Linked DNA regions of Mus musculus: all the other regions are linked to region 1. Evidence: chromatin contacts called from public Hi-C and HiChIP or PLAC-seq data. All regions are on one chromosome and are shown on one strand. The core of a region is the stretch at or near the end of the contact, and the rest is flanking DNA. Distances in the headings are between cores, read along the strand shown.

What was found. Hi-C and Micro-C count contacts between places; a contact is called where the count stands out from the background. HiChIP or PLAC-seq counts read pairs in DNA pulled down with a chosen protein or histone mark.
Region 2: a contact with region 1 is called in an H3K4me3 HiChIP or PLAC-seq map of embryonic hindbrain, with 7 times the contacts expected there. The contact joins the enhancer-like site here to the promoter of Clstn2 in region 1. A contact is called at or near these places in 5 of 39 promoter capture datasets (the C10 cell line, cranial neural crest, embryonic stem cells and 1 more), 4 of 484 Hi-C or Micro-C datasets (cerebellum, cortical neurons, lens fibers and 1 more) and 5 of 115 datasets of contacts at active chromatin or transcription factors (embryonic forebrain, embryonic hindbrain, embryonic midbrain and 2 more).
Region 3: a contact with region 1 is called in a Hi-C map of muscle stem cells, with 3 times the contacts expected there. The contact joins the enhancer-like site here to the promoter of Clstn2 in region 1. A contact is called at or near these places in 2 of 39 promoter capture datasets (cranial neural crest and maxillary cranial neural crest), 2 of 484 Hi-C or Micro-C datasets (cerebral cortex and muscle stem cells) and 6 of 115 datasets of contacts at active chromatin or transcription factors (embryonic forebrain, embryonic hindbrain, embryonic stem cells and 3 more).
Region 4: a contact with region 1 is called in an H3K4me3 HiChIP or PLAC-seq map of forebrain, with 5 times the contacts expected there. The contact joins the enhancer-like site here to the promoter of Clstn2 in region 1. A contact is called at or near these places in 3 of 39 promoter capture datasets (frontonasal cranial neural crest, hippocampal neurons and pre-B cells), 5 of 484 Hi-C or Micro-C datasets (cerebral cortex, cortical neurons, myocytes and 1 more) and 4 of 115 datasets of contacts at active chromatin or transcription factors (embryonic forebrain, forebrain, neural tube and 1 more).
Region 5: a contact with region 1 is called in a Hi-C map of muscle stem cells, with 2.6 times the contacts expected there. The contact joins the enhancer-like site here to the promoter of Clstn2 in region 1. A contact is called at or near these places in 1 of 39 promoter capture datasets (stem cell-derived epiblast-like cells), 2 of 484 Hi-C or Micro-C datasets (cerebral cortex and muscle stem cells) and 4 of 115 datasets of contacts at active chromatin or transcription factors (embryonic forebrain, embryonic hindbrain, forebrain and 1 more).
Region 6: a Hi-C map of cortical neurons shows a contact between it and region 1, with 2.5 times the contacts expected there. The contact joins the enhancer-like site here to the promoter of Clstn2 in region 1. A contact is called at or near these places in 1 of 39 promoter capture datasets (hippocampal neurons), 3 of 484 Hi-C or Micro-C datasets (cerebral cortex, cortical neurons and myocytes) and 4 of 115 datasets of contacts at active chromatin or transcription factors (SST interneurons, embryonic forebrain, forebrain and 1 more).

Annotation. Positions count from the first base shown.
Region 1 is chr9:98,031,284-98,035,084 of GRCm38.p6, reverse strand. It overlaps Clstn2 (calsyntenin 2), which reads left to right and starts at 1,918. Exons shown (of 18, transcript NM_022319.2): 1 at 1,918-2,224. The coding sequence starts at 2,110.
Region 2 is chr9:97,559,016-97,562,816 of GRCm38.p6, reverse strand. The region is part of intron 5 of Clstn2 (calsyntenin 2); the gene reads left to right. Among named protein-coding and RNA genes, the nearest start is that of Gm25607, 120 kb to the right of the region's middle. Within about 2 kb of position 1,871, at least 2 of the 459 cell types and tissues checked have an H3K27ac peak or open chromatin away from gene starts, as enhancers often do.
Region 3 is chr9:97,600,644-97,604,444 of GRCm38.p6, reverse strand. All of the region lies in intron 2 of Clstn2 (calsyntenin 2), which reads left to right. Among named protein-coding and RNA genes, the nearest start is that of Gm25607, 160 kb to the right of the region's middle. Within about 2 kb of position 1,709, at least 19 of the 459 cell types and tissues checked have an H3K27ac peak or open chromatin away from gene starts, as enhancers often do. A contact at or near this core is called in forebrain and muscle stem cells, where this site is marked.
Region 4 is chr9:97,636,757-97,640,557 of GRCm38.p6, reverse strand. The region is part of intron 2 of Clstn2 (calsyntenin 2); the gene reads left to right. Among named protein-coding and RNA genes, the nearest start is that of Gm25607, 200 kb to the right of the region's middle. Within about 2 kb of position 1,672, at least 12 of the 459 cell types and tissues checked have an H3K27ac peak or open chromatin away from gene starts, as enhancers often do. A contact at or near this core is called in forebrain and myocytes, where this site is marked.
Region 5 is chr9:97,715,893-97,719,693 of GRCm38.p6, reverse strand. All of the region lies in intron 2 of Clstn2 (calsyntenin 2), which reads left to right. Among named protein-coding and RNA genes, the nearest start is that of Gm25607, 280 kb to the right of the region's middle. Within about 2 kb of position 1,748, at least 8 of the 459 cell types and tissues checked have an H3K27ac peak or open chromatin away from gene starts, as enhancers often do. A contact at or near this core is called in muscle stem cells, where this site is marked.
Region 6 is chr9:98,324,441-98,328,241 of GRCm38.p6, reverse strand. All of the region lies in intron 1 of Nmnat3 (nicotinamide nucleotide adenylyltransferase 3), which reads right to left. Among named protein-coding and RNA genes, the nearest start is that of Gm46126, 27 kb to the right of the region's middle. Within about 2 kb of position 2,096, at least 10 of the 459 cell types and tissues checked have an H3K27ac peak or open chromatin away from gene starts, as enhancers often do. A contact at or near this core is called in SST interneurons and cortical neurons, where this site is marked.

The DNA.
Region 1 (3,801 bases), core at 669-3,168:
TAATTCTCTGTTCTGCTTCTTTTCATTCTCTGTTCTGCTTCTCATTATTTGGTCTGAATTTGAAACTTCATGTCAAATACTTGGGACCAGATGACTTTAACAACAGTTAGCTTAAGGACCTCCAGGGATGATGTTCAGTCAGTAAGGAGGTTCTTGTCTGAGTAAACAAGGGGGGTAAATATCAGCCAAATGGGATGGAGCACAAAGGATAAAAAAATGGGTCGATTTTACATTTCTCTCATTCACTGGCTTCTCTGACTTTGCATGGTCAGCATCTACCTCCTTCTGGATTATAACTTTAAAATCTGAGAAGGGTGAGAGGTCTCTTGATGTTGGCTTGGAACTTGGTAGCTCTTTACCTTGGGTAAAGGAGTGACCTTACTCCAGAAACAAGAACAATAGCACAGGTGTTGCTTCATGGACTAAAGGGGACCTGCTGGCCAAAGAGCTGAGTCCCCTGCAGCCACCAGGATTTGCAGCTGTTGAGCACCTCTTGAGGTCTCAAATGTTGAAGTTTGTTTTTAACACCACAGTCTCCCAGTGTGCTGCCAGGACCACACAGGGAGGCTGGGCAGCAGAAGGCTCTTAATGTATTTTATGGCTTGGTTGAGTACTCCGAACTACACTTATTAATTATGAGATGCTGTTCAGTCAGTGTTGCAATATACACATTTGGCTAATTGATTTGTACAGGCTCATATCGAGCAACATAAAGAATGTGCAGGACCATAAAGCGGGGGACTTTAACTGCTTTCATCCCCTTTGGCTTCTCCAAGAGGGACAAAGACCTTGTGTCCTTCATTGCCTAACGGGGCATCCACAATCATTTAGTGCTCAGGAAATGTCTTGAACGGGATGATGAATGAAAGGATAATTTTGTTTGTTTCTGTGTTTTTTGTTTTTTTTTTGTTTTTTGGTTTTTTTTTTTTTTTTTTTTGCCTCATTTCTCAACTGCACATGACCCTTGGATCGTGAGAAAATAGTACATCTATGGAAATATAGTGATTTCTTCCGAGCGGTTAGTTGATTTTACTGGGAACCTTCTTGATCCTTTGGCAGCCTGATGGTGGTTGGGGGTGTATTGTGGTGGAGAACTATATGAACCCCACCTCCAGAGACAGTGTTCCTTGGCTTGAGATTTTAGAAGGCATGATACCAAATGGCATACTCTTACCTAGGTAGTGACAATGTAAAGGTGGCAACTTCTGAGGGAGAAGTTTGAATGTGCTTCCCACTGAAGACTGACAGTTGCCTTTTCTGACTTTAGCTAGTCCTTTTGACTCTAGCAGTGGCTGTGCCTGCTTCACTGAGATGGCACAGAGCCCGGGCATTGCTACGCAGGTCCTAAGTGATCTCTGCCCTACAACTCCTAGAGGCAGTGGCCTTTTGCAGCTCTAGTGAGCGCCTGGCGCCCTCCCCAGACCAGGCGGCATAGAGCGTCCATCCCTAGACCATATCCAAGGGCAGGGTCCACAGAGACAGCATCCTGGCCCCTCCGCAGGGATGTCGGTTCAAAGGGCGCATCACAGTAGGGTCGCCTGCATCTTTACAGAAGGTCCTCGGGCGATCACTTGGTTGTGGCGCTCGCAGTGCCTCGGGGCTGCAGTTTGGAGAGCCGCAGGGGGGGACGCCAGGCCCTAAGGCTCCCCTGGAGCCTCCCGCATGGGTTCCACCCGCCGGAACCGGCGCCTGACCGAGTCGGATCACGCGAGCGAGCGGCATAGGGGATGGCTGTGGAAAGTTGGGGGCCGGAGCTGCGAGGCGGGGGAGCGCGCAACCCCGCGCCGATGTCCGCGTCTCATGAATATGCACGAGCCACCTCCCTCCCTCCGTGACGTCACGGGCCGTCCCGGGGTGAGCGCTGGAGCCGCTCCGGGTCCGCGCCAGTGAGTGCTGCTGTTGCGGGAGAGCGAGCGACGCGGCGAAGGGCAGCGGAGGCGGTGAGTGAGGGCGGCGGCGGCGGCTCCAGAAGCGCACCCGGCAGCTCCAGGGAGGCGGCGCGGCAGGCACCGGCGGACACCAGCGGACGCCAGCGGACACCGGCAGGCGAGGCCGGCGCGAGCGGTAGGAGGCGGCGGCTGCAGCTCGGTGGCGGCTCAGGCGGCGAGGATGCTGCCGGGGAGGCTGTGCTTGGTGCCGCTCCTGCTGGCGCTGGGCGTAGGGAGCGGCGGCGGCAGTGGAGACGGCGGAGACAGCCGGCGGCGCCGCCTCCTCGTGGCGAAAGGTGGGTGCTGGGGAAGTTTGTTCCTCTTCTGGAAGGAAGCAGGGCGGGCTCGAGGGTGCAGACCCTGGACTTACTCGTCTAACACCCGCCCTTTCTTGTGGCAGCTTCGGCTTCTGCGCGCACCGTCCTCGAAGTGTGCGCCCTAAACTGTGGACCCAAGAGGTTCTCCAGCCCAACCTCTGGGCGGGGTCCAGGCGCCAAGGAGAAGGGGAGGTCTATGGAGTATAGAGAACTTTGGGGGCCCTGTGTGCTGGGGTGGGAGCATCGCGGGGCTTGGCTCAGGGATGCTTTGAGCAAGGCAGGACATGGGCGCTGTAGCGGGGGCTGGGGAGTGGGTGAAGCAGGTGTCTGTCTGCTTCTGCTTTGGGGGCAAGAACCAGGGGCGTCTTCAAAGCAGCGAGACGAGCTGGACTGGCACTCCAGCTTGAGGATGGCGTGGGAACTTGTAGGCTCCTGAAAGCCTTGCCCGCACCCAGGCGCTCCTCCTGCTCCTCCGCAGCGCGGGCTCTGGCTCCCCTGGGAACTCACGCCCTCAAGATGGGCAGAGTCCGGAAGAAGCGCGGGATGTGATGGTTGCTACTGCGGCTCACACTCTGCTTTTCTTCGGAGGACCGAGCCTCCGAGCCTAGAGCTCCTCTCTGGTCTTTATAGTTGATCTTGACCTCTCTAATCCTCTAAGATTCTCCTGAACGCTGGCGTTATCAGGGGAACCTGAAGCCCGCAAGCCCCAGACTTTGACAGCTGTCTGGGAGCGCTGGGAGAAGCGCAGGTTGGGGAGCCTGCATCTGGAGGGCGGGTCTGGAACAGAAGGTCACGCGGTAGCCAAAAGCTGGGAAGCATCGCAGGAGCCCAATTGGGGTGGATGATGGTGGGCTCAGGGAGACTGTAGCAGATTGCAGGATGGAGCGTTTGGCTTAAGTGGTAACTTGTTGATTCTCTGCACTGTTGACGAGGAGGGCGTGCTTTTGATTTCTGCCAGGTGAACGGGTGACATATGGTCCTTGGAATTCTGTCTGGCGATATTTTGAAAACAGAGTTTTTGTCCTTGTTGGAAAAAGATTCCCAAGTAGAGACAGCTTGATTTAGAGGTTTGTTGGCTGAGCTGGTATGAAAAGCACAGCAGCCTGGATCTCTCCGGAGACAGGGCAATTGGGGAAGCAGGCCATTCCATTTGCCTTGTCTGGACTTTGAGAGCGGCCTCTCCTGACATTTGCAAGTGATAAATTTGGGAAAAGAGGTGCTCCTATTCTTTTTAATCTATTGATTTCTGGTGACATAAAATGGAAAAGATTTTATGCACAGGTGTCTTTCTAACACGTACCTCTCCTCTTCCTCAAGGAGTTTCTTTTTCCCTTTCTTTCTTTCTTCCTTTCTTTCTTTCTTTCTTTCTTCCTTTTTTCTTTCTTTCTTTTTTTCTTTTTTTGAGAAGACAGAAAAATTCATCATGAAAATGTCTTTTTAAAAGTGGTATGGTAAAAGGTTGTCTGTATGAAGGGACCAATGTACTATGCTGTTGCTGTTGTTCTGGTGAAAATAAGGATAGAAACCGAGCGTCCGAACAGTCTGTTCTTCCAGTA
Region 2 (3,801 bases), core at 622-3,121, 470 kb after region 1:
AGGGGAGGAAGAAAGCTACTTGAGCCCTCCATGAAGCTTTGATTGTCCATTGTCACCGTAGGAAGAAGGGGTTTATTGTGTTAAGTAGCACAGCCTACATAGACCAGGATACCAAAGGGCCATCTTTGTACAAAGGCAAAATATCATAAATAAGACGGTTGATGTGTCATCAAACAGGAACAACCCTGTGATATGAGCAATTCGATTACAATTTCTATAAGCAATTTCTAGATAGGAAAATGAGCTAAAGAGAGACTAAGGGATTTATTCTACATCTGTTAAATAGCAAGGATGGAATTCAAATCCTTATCAATTTGAACACATAGTGAAGTTCAGGAAGTACGAAGGAGGCTGGGGAAAGAGGTTGAGAATTCCCAAGGGGAGTGCATATTATCAGCTTTACAAAAGCTGTTTAGAAAGCTCAGAAGACAGACATGACCCCAGCATCCTTGGCCAGCAGGTTAGCCTCCCAGTTACTCTACAAAATGGTGGTGAGGCTTATGCAGGAAGGTAGCTAGACTTCAATGGAATGATACCCATTAGGCCACCTGAGTGACTCTGGCTCCTCCCTCTGCTGCACCCAACTCACTTTTCCTCCCTACAGCAGTCCCAGTAGCTCATTAAAAAAACAAACCTATGCTTGTAGACTGCCTGTCTCTCAGCTATTGTCTCCCTAAACCAAAAGTGGCCCCAGGTTATCTCACAGGCCAGAGGACACAAGTGAACCTAGAACTTTGATAGTAAGCTTCAAATACAAAGATGCTAACCTTTAGTATGGCCCCTTATCATGGGTCAAGAAGATGCTGTCTTCCCCTCAATGAAAATGCAACTTGAAAATCCCCTACCGTCCTTTCCTTTCATCAGGGTGGCACCCAGCTTATTTGAGGCTCATCTCCAGGGAATCAGGTCCTTTATCTTCCAGCCCCAGTTTCTGTCCCTTCTGCCCTCGGGCTTCCCCCTGCCCTGTCACTCTCCTCTTTGGGCCCATATTCTTCTCTCTATCCATCTGTGTCTGACCTTCAGTCTTTCTACAATCTTCCTCCAATACCATTCCTGTTCCTCTCTTTCCCACACAATGCACCCTAACCCCCACAAGGAAAAGCCCTGGAGCCCTGGAAGGTAGAGGGGCACAGGGGTCAAGCACAAGCCATTGATTACTGAGCTGGGCATGGAATGTGGTCTGGACTCAAAGATTAGCTTCACTCCCATCTGGCCACGGGAATTGTTTCAGCCATTTCTCTGCCCTAGATTTGCTCTCCTCAACAATAAATTTTGAATCATAATTCTTGGCCAAACTATTTTTTTATCAGATTTTTAGGACCAAAAGAGATTGTTGTGTGGAAATACTTTGCAATATTTAAATCATTGTGCAGACAATGCTGTGATTAAAATTGAGCAAATAAGGGATGCTGTACAGATGAACACACCCTGTAGAACACACCAAGACTGTGTGGATTGATCAGCATACCCCACATGATGGTGCTAAAGACTAGAACCAAGGGAGGCAGTGTCCCGGGGGTGGGGGGATGGGATGGAGACACAGTCCCAGCTTAGATGTCACTACTCTAAACTGGAAGATTACTCCCATCTGGCCTTGGCTTCCTTCAGTGTAAACTCTCCAGGATTAAATAGAAGGCACCTATGAAGGGCCTTGCACAGAACCAGGTAGGAGGCTCAGCAAACAGTAGCTCTTTTGCTCTGATTTTTAAAACCGCAATGAGCAATTTTGTCCCACATAACTAGCAAAGGCCTGAGCATTGCTGGCTGCTAGAGGGTGACCCTGAGCATTGCCTTTGCTGAGAGCTGCCAGGCGAGCAGCTTGCTCTGGCTGCAGGCCTCATGGGAGACTCAGCTATGAATAACGACCTGTTTTGACATCTCTGACATAGCCGATCATTAAGGTGCAACAAATGGCTCTGTAAGGGATGCTGGTTTACCTACTCAGTGGCATCCTAATGTGCTTAAAGACCTGCTGGATCAAAGTAGCATGCTCCACCTGGCCCCCTGTGTTTGGAAGAAATGGGCCGATAATCTCAGCTCTGGGGAGAGGGATGGATGGCCACAATCCACACAGTATTAAAGACAATAACAATCGCCACTGTTGTCTGAGTAATCACCATTTGCCAAGTGGCTCCTAAGGGCCCAGTACTCTTTAACACATCCTAAAAGATGCTTACACATTTTATAGATGAGGACACGGAGGTTAAGATTTTCCACGGGGTTCAGGATACCCAGACCACTGCCATCTTGGATACTTAGACTCCCCAGCATGGTCATCTGTGATGCTTCCAAAGAAAATGCAGGGCACCATTATCTTTAGAGCACTGCAGCCAAGCTGTGCAAATGAACAATGCATACTCTGCGCCATCCCATGGTATCACTGCACTAGGCAGCTTTGAGGAAATGCCATAGCCTCCAGGATGGTGGGAGGGGGGCGGTTGTCACTCATCCCTACAAGCCTACCACTGGGATCTGCCTTGATTCAAGGTTATAGGTGCAGATAGTTATCAGCCTCCTTGGATGACCTCTTGGGAATCACAAAGGGGAAAGGCTTAGACAAGGACACACATGTGAGATGCTGAGAGGGGAAACCATGACCAGAATCAGATCCATCATTAGAATTCATGTGCCCTGCCCTGCCTTATCGGTTTGTGAAACTGGCTGAGCCACAGAGTCAGCAGACTGTGGTTTCAACTGACATAGCTTATAAGTTCTTTCATATAGTTATAGTCCACGGGATGTTACTCCATAGGAAGTTGGCAGGAATAGAGTTCTGCCTCTTACATCAGAAAAACCTGAGTTTGAGTTCAGGGCCTACCACACCTTGACTCCAGAACACTGGACTAGCCAGTTAGTCACTCTCAACCCTTAAGTGTGGTATCTGCAAAATGAGGCTAATATCAGCCCTTACCAGGAGGCTGTCACAAAGAACTGTGCATGCAAGAACGACTAAGCTAATACTACTAGTAATGGAAAGCAATGCCTGGAGTGAACAGAAGCCACTAATGTTTCTGGGGAGTCTGGCTAGCCTCTTGGTCTAGCTTCTCGGTCTGGCTGTGCTACCTTGGACATCTCAGCCTTAAGTGTGTCAGGATGAAATGAGCCTCTTGCCAGTGCCTTCCTCAGATGGATAGCATATGCTCTGATGGCGTGTGTAAGAGACCCAGCAAAGGGCCTTTGCTCCCTCCTTGCTCTCTGTTGTCAAGTTGTAGATAGCCCAGCCAGTTTTGACGCCATGTTGTCTGTAAATCAGCCAGACTGTTCTGATGAACATGGCCCAAGTAGCAGGCAGGCCAGCCTTCTTCTTCCTATGCTGTCTTCATCTGAAGTAGGTAGAATAAGTGCTAATATCTACCATGTGGGCTCTTGGTAGAAGGAGAAAAACCCTGGATTTGCATTGATGGGTGGTGATGTGACCTTTGGGGCTCTGATGCCACCTTACCATGCAGAGGATCAGCTGTGGTCCTGGATCAATTAGAAAGTTCTCAAGGCTCAAGAAAATGTCCCCAGAGCTTGCCTACTGTCTGGCCAATAATGAGACCCTGGGCACCATGACCTGCAGTGGTGAGGTGGAGGCAGGCAAGTGATTAGACTGTGACAACACAGAGTATCCAGGGTACTAACAAGTGCATCCAGGCTGTGATAGTTGAAATCAAAGGTACTTGTCCCCATGCTCAGCTGTCCAGAGGAGGTGATCAGCATTAGAAAGGCTTCTCACAGGAGACAGCACTAGAATTGAGCTCTAAATGTGAGTGAAGTTAGCTAGGTGCCCTGAGGGGATGGGGAAGGCACCGTGATGGG
Region 3 (3,801 bases), core at 460-2,959, 430 kb after region 1:
ATGAAGGCACTGAGTAATTACCCCTAACATCCTGAGCATGGTGCGGTTGGCTATGAGAAAAACCAACAAATGGTGTATGTGACTGCATTCTACGCTCATCCTGGAAAGTTTGAGCCAGATATATCTTCCTAGCAGGAGTAGGATGAAAACCTACTGCTGATAGAAATGTGCAGAAACGTGCAATGCAGGCTTCCCAATCGATAAAACATAGGCATTTCGGAAGAAGTAAAAAAAAAAAAAAACACAGAGTTGGTTTTATTTTTCTGGGCTATGTGGGAGTTTGGATCTCAGTGGGGGAGATATAGTCATGGGATCTTCCCTGCTGGGGGCTCTGGATCATCTGTAAAGACTTCCTTTAGGGAAGGAGGAATTCTAGCTCTCATTTCTAGGTGCTTAAAAGAGTGAACTGGGTGCAGCCCTTATGCACGGAAAGTTAGAGGTGGCCAAGAAGTGTTTGCAACAGCGAGATGAATCACAAGGCTACTAATCGGTCTTGCTTAGTGCAGCTAGGGAACGAAGCCTCCCAACCACATTGCCAGGTCTTTGTGAGTCACAATAGGCAGCTTAGCGTATGATCACAGAACCTCTAATACAAATCCCCACGTTCAGTGTAGGAAACTATCAAACCAGGAGTTTGAGCCTACTGCAGTGGGTTCCTGTTTAGACGGCATTAGCTCCCAGACACCATAACGCCATAATTCACAGCTCTTTTGAGTTATTTCCTGTAAACTTGGACACAACCAGTTTATTTAAATTTGTATTGGCTTTCTATTGCCAGGAGTTTTATTTTTAAAAAGGCACAAGAGAGATTGGGAGTCGGTGTGTTGGTGCACTGATAGGCTAACTTGCCGCAAGAGCATGGCCCTGAACTGGCAGAGCCTGGGCACGTGGCTCTCAGCCATTTCATCCCTGAGCTAGCTACAGTTTTTTAGAAAACAATTGTTTTATTTTGCTCTCTCAAATTAAAAAAAAAATGAAGCAGCTGAAGGTGGGAGGCATTCAGTCTTCATTATCCTCCCTGGCCTTTTCTGCAGGAATCTGAAATTGATTTCCAAATTTCTCTTCCGAGTTTGATTTAACATTTTAATCTGCAGGCCTTCGGTGGGTGCTATGCGGACTGTATTGCTGACGGGGAAATGAAGAATTAGCCAGCCACCTAGGCTCTTGTTATCAGTCCAGCCGTTCTGGCTGTGACTGGATGGAGCTAGAGGTCTCCTGGCCTCTGTGAAGAAAGCCTTAAGTTCCACTCGGCTGGGTGGAAGAAAGCAGAAATGATGCCCAGCGGACAGCAGACCTCCACATTTTTGTTTTAGAGTTTGAGGCTGTCCCCTGAGATGGTGACTTATTACTTCTAGCCATTGATGGAACAGTAAAAGAGTCCATATACCTCTGTAGTATTGATCAGGCTGCCATTTCTCTTTCTTTTGCAGCTCAAAATATGGATTTTCCAGGCACTTGCCTTGACTTAAATTAAACATTTTAAATATACCTCTGCCCCTTTGGAGTCCTTGCCCAAACACTTGAGAACTTCAGTACAACATACAGAACATGGGACCTGTCAGAGCATAGAAATATAAAGTCTCTTTTACTGGCAGCTGTACATGGATTTCAGGGGCTCTAACACACAAAGATGCAGTCAGCGCTGTGCAAGCCCCAGAGGCAGGACAAGGGGAGGATCTCAGAGTATTTTGAGCTCACCATCCCATCTGTCAAATGGCTGAAGGCTAACTCAGCTGCCAAGCTGTTGCTAGAGAGAGGATCGGAACGGGTCACATCAGGCGCAGTGACCCTCAATGAGTCTGGGAGGGACTTGGAAGCCATGTGTTCAGCAGTTTTACTGGTGTGCAAGAATCAAGCCAGCTAGCCAGAGCTCAGGGGTGGCATTATGCATGAGCAGGCCCTAAAATCTGGCAGCCAGGAGACATTGGTTTCTGCACAAGGCTTTAAGAGCAAACTAGGACCCGGGCAGTGGTCACACAGGCCTTGAAGTGAAGCTGATTAAAGGGGGTGGTGATGGACAGATGTGTGACTGACAGCTGGGGGAGAAGAGCAAGGAGGTGGGGCTCTAGTGAGGCTAGGATATTTTGAACACAGAATGGTGAGCCCTTAGGAGACTCTTTTTGCCTTGAGATGTCAAACCAGAAGAAAGTCAGTTTCAAGGCCCCTGGGAAGTTGTTTTCATTGACATCAGTGATGACCAACACTGCTAATTTTCCTCCCCAGAATTTTGCAAAGCGCACTAGGCAGTTCCCCTTTTTAACCTTCACAGTAGCTTGGCACGGCACACTTCGGTATGCTTCCATCTTATGGGTGAAGAGATGGAGGCTGCAGTGGAGATTCTTTGGCCAGGGTCACAGTTAGTAATGACTTGTTGGAGTTGAAACATTCTGATTCCGTAAACTCCCATCTTAGCAATGATGCCAAGCTCCCTCTGACTACATTGAGATGTGCTTTCTTTGACGCTCAGCCTACATTTCTGGAGCATTTGGGATTAAGTTAGGTCTCTCCTTAAGCTGTGCAGGAAAGTCAGGGAGATGAGTACGTGTAGACTCTAGCTGCAGAGAATTCTAAGAAGATAACAATGGGCAATGCGGGAAAGGAGAAGGAAGGACAGGGCTGGGGAGAGCCGAGGAGGTGACTGTTAGAAATAAATAAACGGAAGACACAAAAGGACAGGGGAAACGCTTGGCCTCAGACAGTGAGAGCCGACTTTTATGGATTGGAGAGGTGGAACCTGGAAACACAACAGCTCAGTGCACAGGAGAGCTGGCTGTGCAGAGCTGAGGGTTTACAGCTGAGAGTAAGGACGAGGAGAGCATTTGCCAGACCCAGAAGCTACTTCTCTGGATATAACTGCTTTTCTAAAGTGCAGGGAGGGAGACTAAGTCAGACCACCTGTTCTGCAACCTCCAGGGTCTGGGTGGGTGTTAGGTGCTTTCTGAAATTTTGTGGGCAGCAGATTTGGGGGAACCTGGCGTCTGTTTTATAACTGGTTTGGGGGAGTTTCCTATGGCAGTGCACATCTCAGTTTGAGAAGCCTCAGCAGGCTCTTGGGAGGAGAACTTTCTTACACCAAGGGCTGAATCTTTCATAGGAGTTCTACAGATAGATATAAAAGGGATTTTCTGTTACATGACCAAGAGAAGGTAGGATGGCTGTGATGGTTTGCCCAGGGAGTGGCACCATTAGGAGGTGAGGCCTTGTTGGAGTAGGTGTGGCACTGTGGGTGTGGACTTAAGACCTTCACCCTAGCTGCCTGGAAGCCAGTCTTCCACCAGCAGCTTTCAGATGGTGATGTAGAACTCTAAGATCTGCTTGCACCATGCCTGCCTGGATGCTACCATGCTCCAACCCTGATTGATGATACTGGACTGAGACTGAGTCAGTCCCAATTAAATGTTCCTCTTTTAAGACTTGATTTGGTCATAGTGTCTGTTTACAGCAGCATATCCCTAAGACAATGAATGGCTCATGCCTTTGGCAACAAAAGCTGTTGAGGGCTTTAGCAACTTTAACAACTGTTTGACCTCTCGTAATTTTTGCAAGCCTTGGATTTCCACAGTCTCCTGTTTGCTGATAAAGTGACAAAGCTGGCTTGATTGTTAGTAGTTTTTGTTTTTCTTAATTTCCAATCTTACCCAATTTAGCCTGGCAAAGTACTGCCTGCTTTTAGAGAGTCTGAGGCCAGCCTGACTCTACACAATCAAGTTTCAGGGCAGCCAGGACTACATAGACCCTTTCTCAAAATAAATAAATAGATAGATGAATAGATAGAATCCTATCCACTTACTGTCAATGGCC
Region 4 (3,801 bases), core at 423-2,922, 390 kb after region 1:
TGTAAATCAAAGATCTGCCAATGTATTAAACAGGGAGTGCTAAATAACTGTTTACTGCATACGTATTTTCGATACCAGTAACTGGGCCTTTCATTATGTACATTATTAGCTAGTGGTGGCTTACTCCATTTTTCTTGAGTCTGTGGACTTTAGACTAAGCGTACTTCAGATATGAGTCCTGACTCACCGCCCACATCCATCCAGGTATTGTGAAACTGGGTACATTTGTATGACTACTCTGTAAAGCTGAACACATTTCTAGGCTGGAGTTCCAGCTGAACTTTTGACTGTGCTCCCTACTCAACCCAGGGATTCAGATCATCTTTGTTGCTTGCTCACCCATCCCCTCAGATTCCTGCTTTGTCTGTCTGCCAAGCAGTTCCTATGTGTTAGAACCAGTGCCAAGTGCTAGGCAGGAGTGGCCAAGTGGCCACCAAAGGGAAGCCTGGACCTCATGACTCCCAGTCTCTTCTTCCATTGGTTCTTTGCTGTAACTCAATTGAAGCAGTTTCTTTCTCCTCTGGCCTCTTTTGCCTTCTTCTTTGCCGGGATTTCCACTACATCTGCATAACACCAACAGGCCGAAGGTGTTGATCTGTAACTACAAGGATATGGGTCTGTGAGCTTTTTTACTTTTGGAGATTTGGGCTGGGCTCAGCTGAGGTTGAGTCTGTGTCTGATCTGGACACCTTTCTTTGCTACTAGATGCAGACAGAAATTTCCAAGACATGCTGTCCTCACAGGGATGTGGGGAGAAGAAGACTAAACACACAAGCTCATATTAAAGTCTGCTGACATCACATCTAAGCACATAGAAATGACCCAGGCAAGTTACCATCCCAGTCCAAACTCAAATTTCCTTCCAAGAGATTTCTGGAGAAGCAGAAATCTTGTGACTATTTCCTCAACAGAAATCTCATCCACCAACCACACCTAGTATTTTTTCTACAAGTGTCTCTGGGCCTTTGGTATGATTCTCCCTCTCCTGGAATAGCATTCTCTTGGGAACCAAATAATCCTGCTCTCTGAATCATTCATCTTTAGCCATTCCAAAGGAGATCTACCTTCTCTGAGAGATCTCCTCTGATAACATACTTAGCAGTGTTCCTTGACTTGCGTCTCCTCTCACGTGGGCTCCATGTTACTTAACAGAGCGAATTCTTCTGTGTTTACCTACCGAGTCATTCCATGAATATTTAGCTGTATTTTAACTCTTATTTCTGATGCCAACAGCACAGAGCTCAGAAGTTTGAAAGAGTGAACACATGCTGTATCCTTGGTGTTGGGTGAGGGGTTGGGCCCCTCCATACTGGCATCTCTAGGGAACTTTGCCATTTCCAAGTAGGCAGGCTATTTGGAATGAACCACACGAGCCGTCTGGGTGCATCTGACTGTGCCATCTGCTTTGGGGGCAAGTCAAGACTGAGAAATCAGTTCCGACCATGTGGCAGACTCTGTTCTGGATGGCATCAGATCTTCATTTGCCTTTTTGCCTTTGGTTTTCAGCGTTTGTCTTGCCGAAGGGGAAGGTCTGCTTTGTTACTGGTTTACTCCCCACAAGTAATGTGGTGATCCATAAAAGAAAGAATCTGCAGTCAGTGGATACAGGCCCTTTTACAGGCTGTGTCCCTGGCGGCTCTGTGTGCATTTGTGGTTGCGGGCTGTGGAGCACCAGGCTCTGCATCTGTTCAAAGATGCAGCAGGTGTGGCTGCCACTCAACCCTCTTCAGAGTTTTCCAGAGATGAGAGTGGGAATGGGAAGGACAGACTTGCTGACTGCTTTCAACCTGTTCCAAACTTCAGTTTCTTCAAAATGAGCCTGGAAGTGGGAATGTGCATGTTTGCAGGGTGGTACCGTAAAGTCGCAGCTGTTCCTCATTTAGAGAAACCCACGAGCTTTCGGTGGGAGCCATCATTCTGAAGGTAACTCAATTATCTGTGTTTGCTGGTTCAATATGGTGCTCTTAGATATAGTGGCCCATCACTTGAGCTTTCTGAAACCATGCATGGCTTCATATGCCAGCCTTCATCCAAAGAAGGGAGAGAGAGAGAGAACAGACGAGATCAAGGTGTGGGGTTGAATTCAGAAGTCCTTTTCCAAATCAATACACAGGATATGAGAGATGGCAGATGTGGCTGAGCCCCAACCCCTGCTATCTCTTCTCATGCCATCTCTAATCCCCCAAGGATGCAGACATTCAAATGACTTGCAGCAGTTCAGAGGCATCTATTCCATGCCAGGTAAAATAGCTTGTAAAATTATAAAAATTGACTATCATACCTTTGACTCAAATTCAAAATTTCTAATTAGCCAAATTCATATAGTCATCTCAGAAAATGGCCCAAACTAATTATTTGGACATCATTTCATTTAAGGGGGGCGGAGGAAGGGCTACAGAGAACTCCAGTTTACTGAGATGATGCAGTGAGTAAAGGGGCTTGCTGCCGAGCCTGAGGACCTAAGGTCAGTCCCTGTATTTCATGTTTGAAGACGAGACCCAACTCATGTACCACCCCTCCCCCATATACCTCAGTTTTAAATATAGTGTACGTTGGGTAACCCATGTTTTCAGAGCCTCAATGACCTTCCGTGCAGTTTCTGCTTCCCAACATGCCCTTCCATGTATCTGCACTCCCATCCAATCCTCTGAGTCCTAGTTTTACTCCTTCAGATCTTTGGGGCTGTGCATAAATAAGCAGAACAGAGGAGGACAAAGTGTGGGGCTGAATTGGGATCACTAAGGGAGCAGGTTTAGACCTAAGACTCTGGTATGCGGGCACTCTGAACAGAGACATCATCAACCCTTGTTTATCCCAAATTAGACTCAAAAGCTCCTTTTGAGTATCTCTGCACTGCCAGCTTCTCAGCCAGTGGCTTTACCTCTGAGTACCTCAGGATATTTGCCAATAGACTGAAGCGATAATGACTTTGAAGTTGGCTGTGAGGGTTAGGGGTATGGATCTGGAATGAAATGGGCACAGCGTTGGGTAGGCGTTCCAGGATCTAGGAGGGTGTTTACTATTGACACCCCACTGGGGAACTCACACCCCTAACCGTGTGGAGTTAACTTCTCTCAGCTGACACCTAAGCTCACTGCGCTATCCTTCTCTTCTAATAGACAGATAGTGAATTCTAAAAGAATATCTTCCTTTTATTTTTCACAAAGTTTCTCTCCCAGGAGGGGTTTCACAGCTCAACTGAAGTTTTTATTTTATTTTCAGAGTAGGAACTTGGATTCTCTTCTCTCCTAAGAATTGTACACATTTCTAAAGGAATTTTTGTTTTTTCTTGATGGTTCTTTCACAAAATACCAGTGACTGAAACCTTGAGCAATATCTCCTACTGGCTCACCCTCAACAATAACAAAAAGTGTTTAGCTTTTGAGTGTTTCATTCTTAAACAAGAGAGACTAAGTCATTCCTAGTAACCTGGGCACTGAGTTGAAGTCCCTGAGCAGGTTTTTCAGGGATGCTGGAACTTGAGGCCATTGTGGGGTTGTGTCATAGCCATTTAGAAAGTGATGCTTCCAATGGCATCCTGGGGTGCTCCAGTCGTTTTCCTGGAAGCTTGAGCTGAGCCGGCGATGATGAGCCACCTGCTATGGACATATTAGCTCCCCATGACTCTGCTGGGGTTTAAGAGGCAAACATCTGATTCATCATTAAAGCACAGCCTATACCATTTCCTCTTTGCTAAGCATGGCTGGATTTGTGTGGAGCAAACACCTTGGTTTCTTGGTTCCTTGGATTCTTTCCCTTCTAGGAGCAACAGAAAGAGCTATCACAGCACACACACTCCCT
Region 5 (3,801 bases), core at 499-2,998, 320 kb after region 1:
AACATGGACCAGATGGGATTTCTATACCAAAGAACTGTATTATTTACATGATGGGCATCAGTTGTTTTATAATTTTATTTCAACTTCTATGTATTATTGTAACTTACGTACCAAAATGGTACCAAAAGTACCAAAATGGTTTTAGAGCTTGATCTACCAATTATCATTGATGCTGAGTGTCACACCAAGGCTGGTCATCATTCCAAGCTGAGAAAGGATATACTATCAAAAACGCAGCTTTTGAAGTCAGTGAGATATGTGATCTCATTGTTTTCACATTCCTGGGGCTCAGGTTTTCTATTTAGATAATAGGGATAATAGTAAAAACTATGTGAGGTTTTATAGTTGTGGAGATATTTTAGATAGATAGATAGATAGATAGATAGATAGATAGATAGATAGATGTCATATTTATATACATTTTGCTCATGAAAGTAAGCCAAAGTGAAGCAAGAGAGACTGATTACTGGAGTAAAGGTGCCTTGTTTACCCTTAAAATGAATAAAGGTGCATCTTTTTGGATTGCATAAGACCAGTCACCGGGGCAATGTGCATTCCACAGTAGAGTCACCTGCTCAACTATAAGTATGAAGCAGAAAAAGTTTAACTATGGGTGATGTTTGTCCTGGTGAGAATGAAAGGGAGAGGAAAGTATAGGAGAGTTACATTTATTAGAACTGAAGTTATTTTGCTATTAAATTAAGAAATTACTTTGTGAAAAATGGACATGAAAGAATGATATTGATGAAGAATAAGAAAGTGGCCAGACTGAACTGGAATTTTCCGTAGGGTGCCAAGAGTTGTGTTACTAAAGAATGTAATGTGAAATTGTGGGAGACACTGTGGAGAAATAAGACTGTCTTTCTGTGTTGTGGTTATCAGGGGAGACAGGATCGTTGGCCTGACCAGGAGAATAAGTAGCTGGGAGTGGATGAGAGTGAAGGTGTGGGTGCAGACATAGTTAAGGAGGCCAGGATGTAAGACAGCCTCTTGGCATCATCAAGAATGGATACTAAAAACTTAGGGGATGAAAGTCATTCCCAGGGTGTTGGTAGATTGTAACCACAAAGAGGATGGTGGGACAAAATCCAATGGCATGAGCCATGAATTGTGAAAAAGAGAAGAAAAAAAAAACCAGTATTTCTTAATTTCCAAAAACAAACAAGCATCTTCTTGGATGTGGTATCTGTATGTCTGTATGTTCACATGTTTGTGCATGTGTGTATGTATGAAGATGTATACACAGATATGTGTGAATGCATGGAGGCCAAAGATCAAGTTGGGTATCTTCCTCAACCAATCTAACTTTCTTTTTCCTTTTAGATAGAATATCTCAGAGTCGGGAGCTTGGCAATTTGGCAAAAGTAGCTGTCTATCAAGCTTCAGGGATTCTCCTGTCTCTGCCCCTCCACCCCCCTCCCAGTGGCAGAATTGCCAGCTTAGTGATGGGGGCCTAGACTTAGGTCTTCATGCTTTCACAATAAACTCTTCATCAACTGAGCCATCTATTAAGACCTACAAATACCTCCCAGTGAGAAGAGCAAATGTGGGTCCTGATGTAAAGTAAACAGTGGGCACATTTGATTAAACAGTAGCTTGGCTCAGGGTAGGGAATACATGGTGACTATATCTGGTGGCCACTGTGGAATCTCAGAGCAGGTATGAGACTCTGTGGATGAACAGAGAGAGTTGAGTTGATTGATATAATTGGCCCTTGTGGATCACAGGCAGCCAGCTGGAGTGGAGGGGTTCCTGAGTCATTTGCATATGTCTCAGCAATTGCACACACAGCTTGCAGAATCCAAGGTAGAACTCTAGGACTTGGGAGTGAGAACTGATGCCCCTTCATCTGATAATTAACCACAGCTAACCAGATTTAATAAGACAGATATATGGTACAGTGCCAGTTGCTGCTTGTGCCAAAGCTCAGATACCAAACCAAACAAATGAAGCACTTCATGTGGTCTTCCTTCTAGCTTCTTATTAAAACAACAAGACATTAATGTTAACAGCATGTGGATAACTCCGTGGAGATAGTTACATCCCTGAGAGAAACCCTGAAGTCTAATTCTGACACTCAACCAACATTTGAAGCTGTTGCCCTATCAATGGTCATTATGTCCTACTGTGTCCTGGCCATATTGGAAAATCATGGCCAGGGTTATTCCCTGTGGACTTTGTTCTCCAGTTTTGTTGGAGAACAAACTTTTTATCCTGTATTAAGATCTGGGATTCTTTCACACAAATCCACAGTCATGTGCAGAGCAGCCTCCCAGTTGTTTCCAGCTACAATCAAAAAAGACGCTGCTCTGCCTTACAGGAGCTCTGCTGTAAACAGACATCCTTGTTGCTGCTGAGTCAGTGCCACAATTTTGCACTTTTGTGCCTTTTATTAGTGATTTTGCTGTTTAAAATGTGCGTGCCTTCCCACAAGCATAGTACTGGAATGCTGCCCATTATTTCTGGGCACAAAATGACTGTGATTTGCCTGATGGACAAAATACGTGTCAGATTAACTTCATTCAGTCATGAGTCACATAGTGCTGTTTACTGCTAGCTCAGTGTTATTGAAGTGACATCTTTAAACGGAGGCGCACATCATAAATACATATAACGACATAAAACAAGGTACGTAATGATCAGTTGCCAAAAATGTTAGCCAGGGGCCTCAAGATACTTAACCCTGTATTTCTCCAGGATCAATGACTCCACAATTTTTCTGACTCAGCATCTGCAGTGGCGTCCAAAAGAGTGACTAGTAACAAAGGAAACCCTGGCAGCACAACTGCTGGTGGCTCTCATTGCCTCCATTGTCTGTCAGAGAGAGGCAACCTTGATTCACTGCCACTGGTGGTCTCTGTCTTCCCAAGTCCTTGACATCTTGTTGTAAGCATCAAAGAAGCACACACAGACAGCAATGCAGAAAAAGAGTTTGTTCAGAAGCCAACCAAGTGTACAGTTCAGATGCATTGCAAGAAGGTTGTAGGCTCTAAGTGAAATTTGCTCAAAATCCCCTGGTTGCTGCCCAGGGCTCCCTTTTGTGGATCCAGGAGGAAAAGGAGTTGGTTACTGGGGTGAGGGTATAGTTAACATTTATTTTGTTTAACAGGCTTGGGTTATATAAGCCTTAGTTTGGTGTTCATATCCTTTCCCCATGATGAATCTGACTTTAACCATACATATACATATGCATATATATATATATGTATATATATATATATATATATATGAATCTCCAATCAAGTGTAAGTATAGGATAGTAAGATGTGTTCCAGGATGCGTTTGACCATGAAATGGAAGTTACGAAGGATTGTTGCAGAGCTGTATGCCAGAATAACTCAATTGCTTTGTTTGGAAGGAGTATGTACACTACTTGATGCAGTCATGGATTCAGGGTGTGAAATAGATTGCTGTGAAAAAGAGTTGTGTATAATTCAAGCCAAGAAAGGTACCAGGTTGTCAAACTATACTTATGCTTAACTACCTCACTCTATAATAGATCATCCTGGAGTCTTGGGGCAGAGATAACCTCTCCATTTGGTTGGAGGAGCAGCTTAGAAATGATGACTCTTACCGAATTAGTATAATTGAGAGGTGGTCGGCTACTAGAAGAATCTAGAGCACAGGCTTTCATTGTGTGTTGACTCAATGCTGTGCTTGCAGATGTTTCTACTGGTTCCTGCTATGGGAGCTCACAGTCTTGTATCCGTACCTTCCTCTCAACACCAGCATGCAAGCAGCATTGGGTGCATACTGGCCATTGGAGTGCGATGTATTCCTCAGTTTATTAAACCTGTAAGC
Region 6 (3,801 bases), core at 847-3,346, 290 kb before region 1:
AGAATGTCACTCTGTACAATAGCTATCCTAAATACTCCGTGAATTCTCGGTGAGTGAATGTGTGTGTGTGTGTGTGTGTGTGCATGGGCGCTCGGGCGCACATGCACATGTACACACATGTGTTGCTGTATGACCCAGTGTTCTCTGAAGCTAATGAACAAATATCTATTCACACCAGATAGATCACTATGGACAAAACAAAGTAACCATGTCACCCAAGGCCAGCTTGGTGAACCAATGAGTTTTATTGGGGTTACATGTGTATGTGAGGGTCACTTACAGGAGCAGAAATGCCTGAGGCAGCTGTGTCACTGAAAACCCCACTTTAGCTTGGGTGGCTGCTTAGGGAGGCTGCCTCCACAGAGCTCTCGGTAAAACTAGATCTTCTGAGGGTCTCCTTACTAGTAGTGGTTACACTTGTGTAGCCTTGGGGGAGGGCTTTGTGAACCTAGTTTGAGGAGCTTCTTAAAACATGCAATTTGTTTATGATTCTCCCTCTGCCTGCCCATCAGGACATGTGTTGACATGTCTATGGGTACATGTGGAGGCCAGAGATCATATTGGAGTTCTCCTTTGGTGGCTTTCTAGTTTTCTTCTGAGACAAAGTCTTTCACTAAAACTAGTTTTCACTGATTAGCTAGACTTGGCCGGCAAGCTTTAGGGGGCTGCCTATCTCGACCCTCAGGTTCAGGGCTCTCCTATTTCTGCCCTTCCTGTGCTGGCATTATAACTGGATGGCCGCACCCGACTTTTTACATATGGATTCTTTAGATCCAAAACCAGATCCTTGGGCACTAACTGAGCCATCTCCTCAGGCCCTCCTTGGTGATTTTTTAACACAATTCGACTTCAGCCTTCAGCAAGTGGGCTACAAGAGGCCTTAACACTTGGCATCTACCTCCTAGCTCTGGGTGATGGACTCTCCTGAAGCAGGAAGAAGACAGCACGGAGAACAGAAGTTAAAACTATCATCTATATCATCTGAACAGGTTAAGTGTGAAGTGGATAGAGAATGCCAAAGCATTAAGAAACTTCCCACAAATTACCCTCATAGTGCAGCTATGTCTGTGTATGCGTGTGGGTGTGTGTAGGAAGCATATCCTCAAATAAATGACATGGAATTATTAACAAACCTATCAGCTGGCTGGTCTCTAAAGGTTTGTCTACAATAAGAAGTCACAGAACTATATGTCTGCCAATAGAGGACTGGTTAAATTCTGCATAATTTTATATAGCTGTTAAAAAGAGTGGCATGCACATGTATATGCATATATATTAATATGACAGATTATTAATGAGTAGGTATTAGATGAGGTGATGTAAATTTCAGGCATAATTTTAGCACTGTCTCACATTAGGCTAGGCAATCAATGTTAGTATAACACACAGGAATGATACTCAGGGCATATGTATCTACACACATTTATAATTTCATTGTAGTATATATCTAATGTCCAGTAAGCCACTATCTCTACAGGAAGATCAGAGGTGTTGCGAGGAGGCAAGAGGAGTGGCTCACTTGGGCTGCAGCTGTGTAATTTCAAACTGAAATGAGTTTTCCTTACCCTCTTCTAGAGGCTTCTATTTTAAGCTCTGAAGAGTGTGGTGAAATACACCACTCTGTATCATTCTGATCCATCCTATCTGTAATGTGCAACACAAGCTATGAGGCCACTTGAACGCCACAAGTCCCTACACACATGCTACATAAGGTGGCATTTCGTGAAATTACTGGCTTTTGCCTACTAAAAGAAACCAAGCCCCTCTTTCCCCTACACAAGATAGACTGCTTGTTCTTCAAGGCACATTTTGCCAAGATTTGCCACAGATCTTCAAAGCAGTGACACTTTAAGATGCCTGAATAGAGATTTCAGGACTTTTAGCTCCTGTATTTAAAACAGTTATGCAAATACCCAGGATCAGGAGCTGGGCTTTTCTATGGTACAGCAGCTCCATCTTGAAGAATGAGTCACAGTAAATTAAAGCTTAGTTGCGTTTATTTTGTTCTTCCATTTGCAGCATGAACATGTGAGTCAAACCCCACCTGTCCTGTTGCTGAGGAGATGGCCAGGATGATGCTTAGTCTGGGTTGTCTGAGAAGCTAGTTAAGGTGAGAGCAGAGCTTCAGGCTCAGACTTCCAGCTCAGCACTGAGATTTCCACCACCCAGTGACACTGCCTTACATAAAAGCAAGCTCTTCAGTTCCAGACTGTGGGGGCTATATCTGTGAGGGTCATGCTACTGTAGAGAGCCCAATGAGACAGGCACCTGGGGACAGACATAGAAGAGCATCCCTCCCTGAAGGCAGGACAAGGACATTAGGAGAGGTACAAGGTTAAAAAGGAGCCAGGGCAATGACTTTCTGTTTACCTTCCTCCTGGAGACAGAAACCACTAACATCACTCTAAGCGAAAGAGATCCATCTTCTTTCTAAACCTTCAGAAATTATACAACCACTTCCAGATGGGAAGGTCTGACTTCCCTTCCACAGTAGGATTCAAGTTATAACCAGAGAAAACTCTTCATGGCTTTTCGAAAAAGAATTCCCCTCACTTTGCTAACTAAGAAGTGATTGTTTAAAATAACTTTCTGCTTTAATCCAGTGTGAGCTTTTCAGCCATAAAAGGAAGACATTTTGGGAGCTAAGAAAATTCAGTACCTTCATCACAAGCGTTCTGAAAGTGTAAGGTCGTAGGAACTCATCCTTAGGAACTCATCCTTATGGGGTCACTGTTTGAGAACTTGAATGGAAGGTGTGGTATACAAACACCTGCTGAGCACGAAACACTCCAGACAGGGAAACTGGCATGTCAGAAGCTAAATAGTGACACCCGCTACGTGGCTTCCACTTTGACTCTCCTAAGAAGGCCCCACTTTCCCAAGGGTAGTATCTGCATAAGATAAAAACCAAATAGATTAAAAACTCCACTGTTGATGCCACATACACTCATGCCAATAACTAAAAAGCTAGAGGTTGCTCTGAGCGGTCAGCCTCACGTGTGATGGTAAAGGGACAGACGCTAGGAACACGTGGCACTTTATCTGTAGATAATGCAGCTGACCTGGATCCTGAGGATCGTAGGGACATCTCCAAGGCCAATTTCAGAATGAAGGTGGCCTAGCTTTCTCTGTCTAAGGGCAGAGTAATTCCAAGTCCTGGAGAAAAGCTGGAGAGTTAGTGCGTCAAAGCCTACACCAATCACATAAAGGACACTCTCTCCTTGCTTTACCCATATCATGCCAACTAGATGCTGCTATTCCACCTTGGCAGAAAGGATTCTGGGACCCAAAGATGTGAGCTAATTTGCCTAAGGTTGCATGATAAGATGAGCTAGGATCGGATCCTACCTGGCCAGCTTCTCTAAGAGGTCTTCTGGCTGGGTATGGACAAACTAAACTAGAGGTGGCAACTTCTCCTCCTGTGAACTATCCACCGGCTCAGAAGGCTTCACTGCTCCTACTCCCAGGTCCTGATTACAGTGTGTTTAAGTTAAACCGCAAAACTCTTCAGAACAAATTAAATCCACCCTAATCTCAAGAGCAAGACCAAAAAGACCACAGCCTCTTACCCTAGCAGATGGGATGGGGATCCGATTGGCCCCACTCATGCCTGCCCTCCCATTCCCCACCTGGGAGGCTGGGGACACCTTAGTAGAGCTAAGAGTGGCTTTGCTTTCCTGAGAGCAGATAACTCTCTTCCCTTTCTTCCCTGACATTCGAATGGTAAAATAGGAAGAAAGTACTTCCCCCCGCCCCATCCATTCTGAACTTTGAATCCTTTTGTGTCCTGTCCTAAGGACC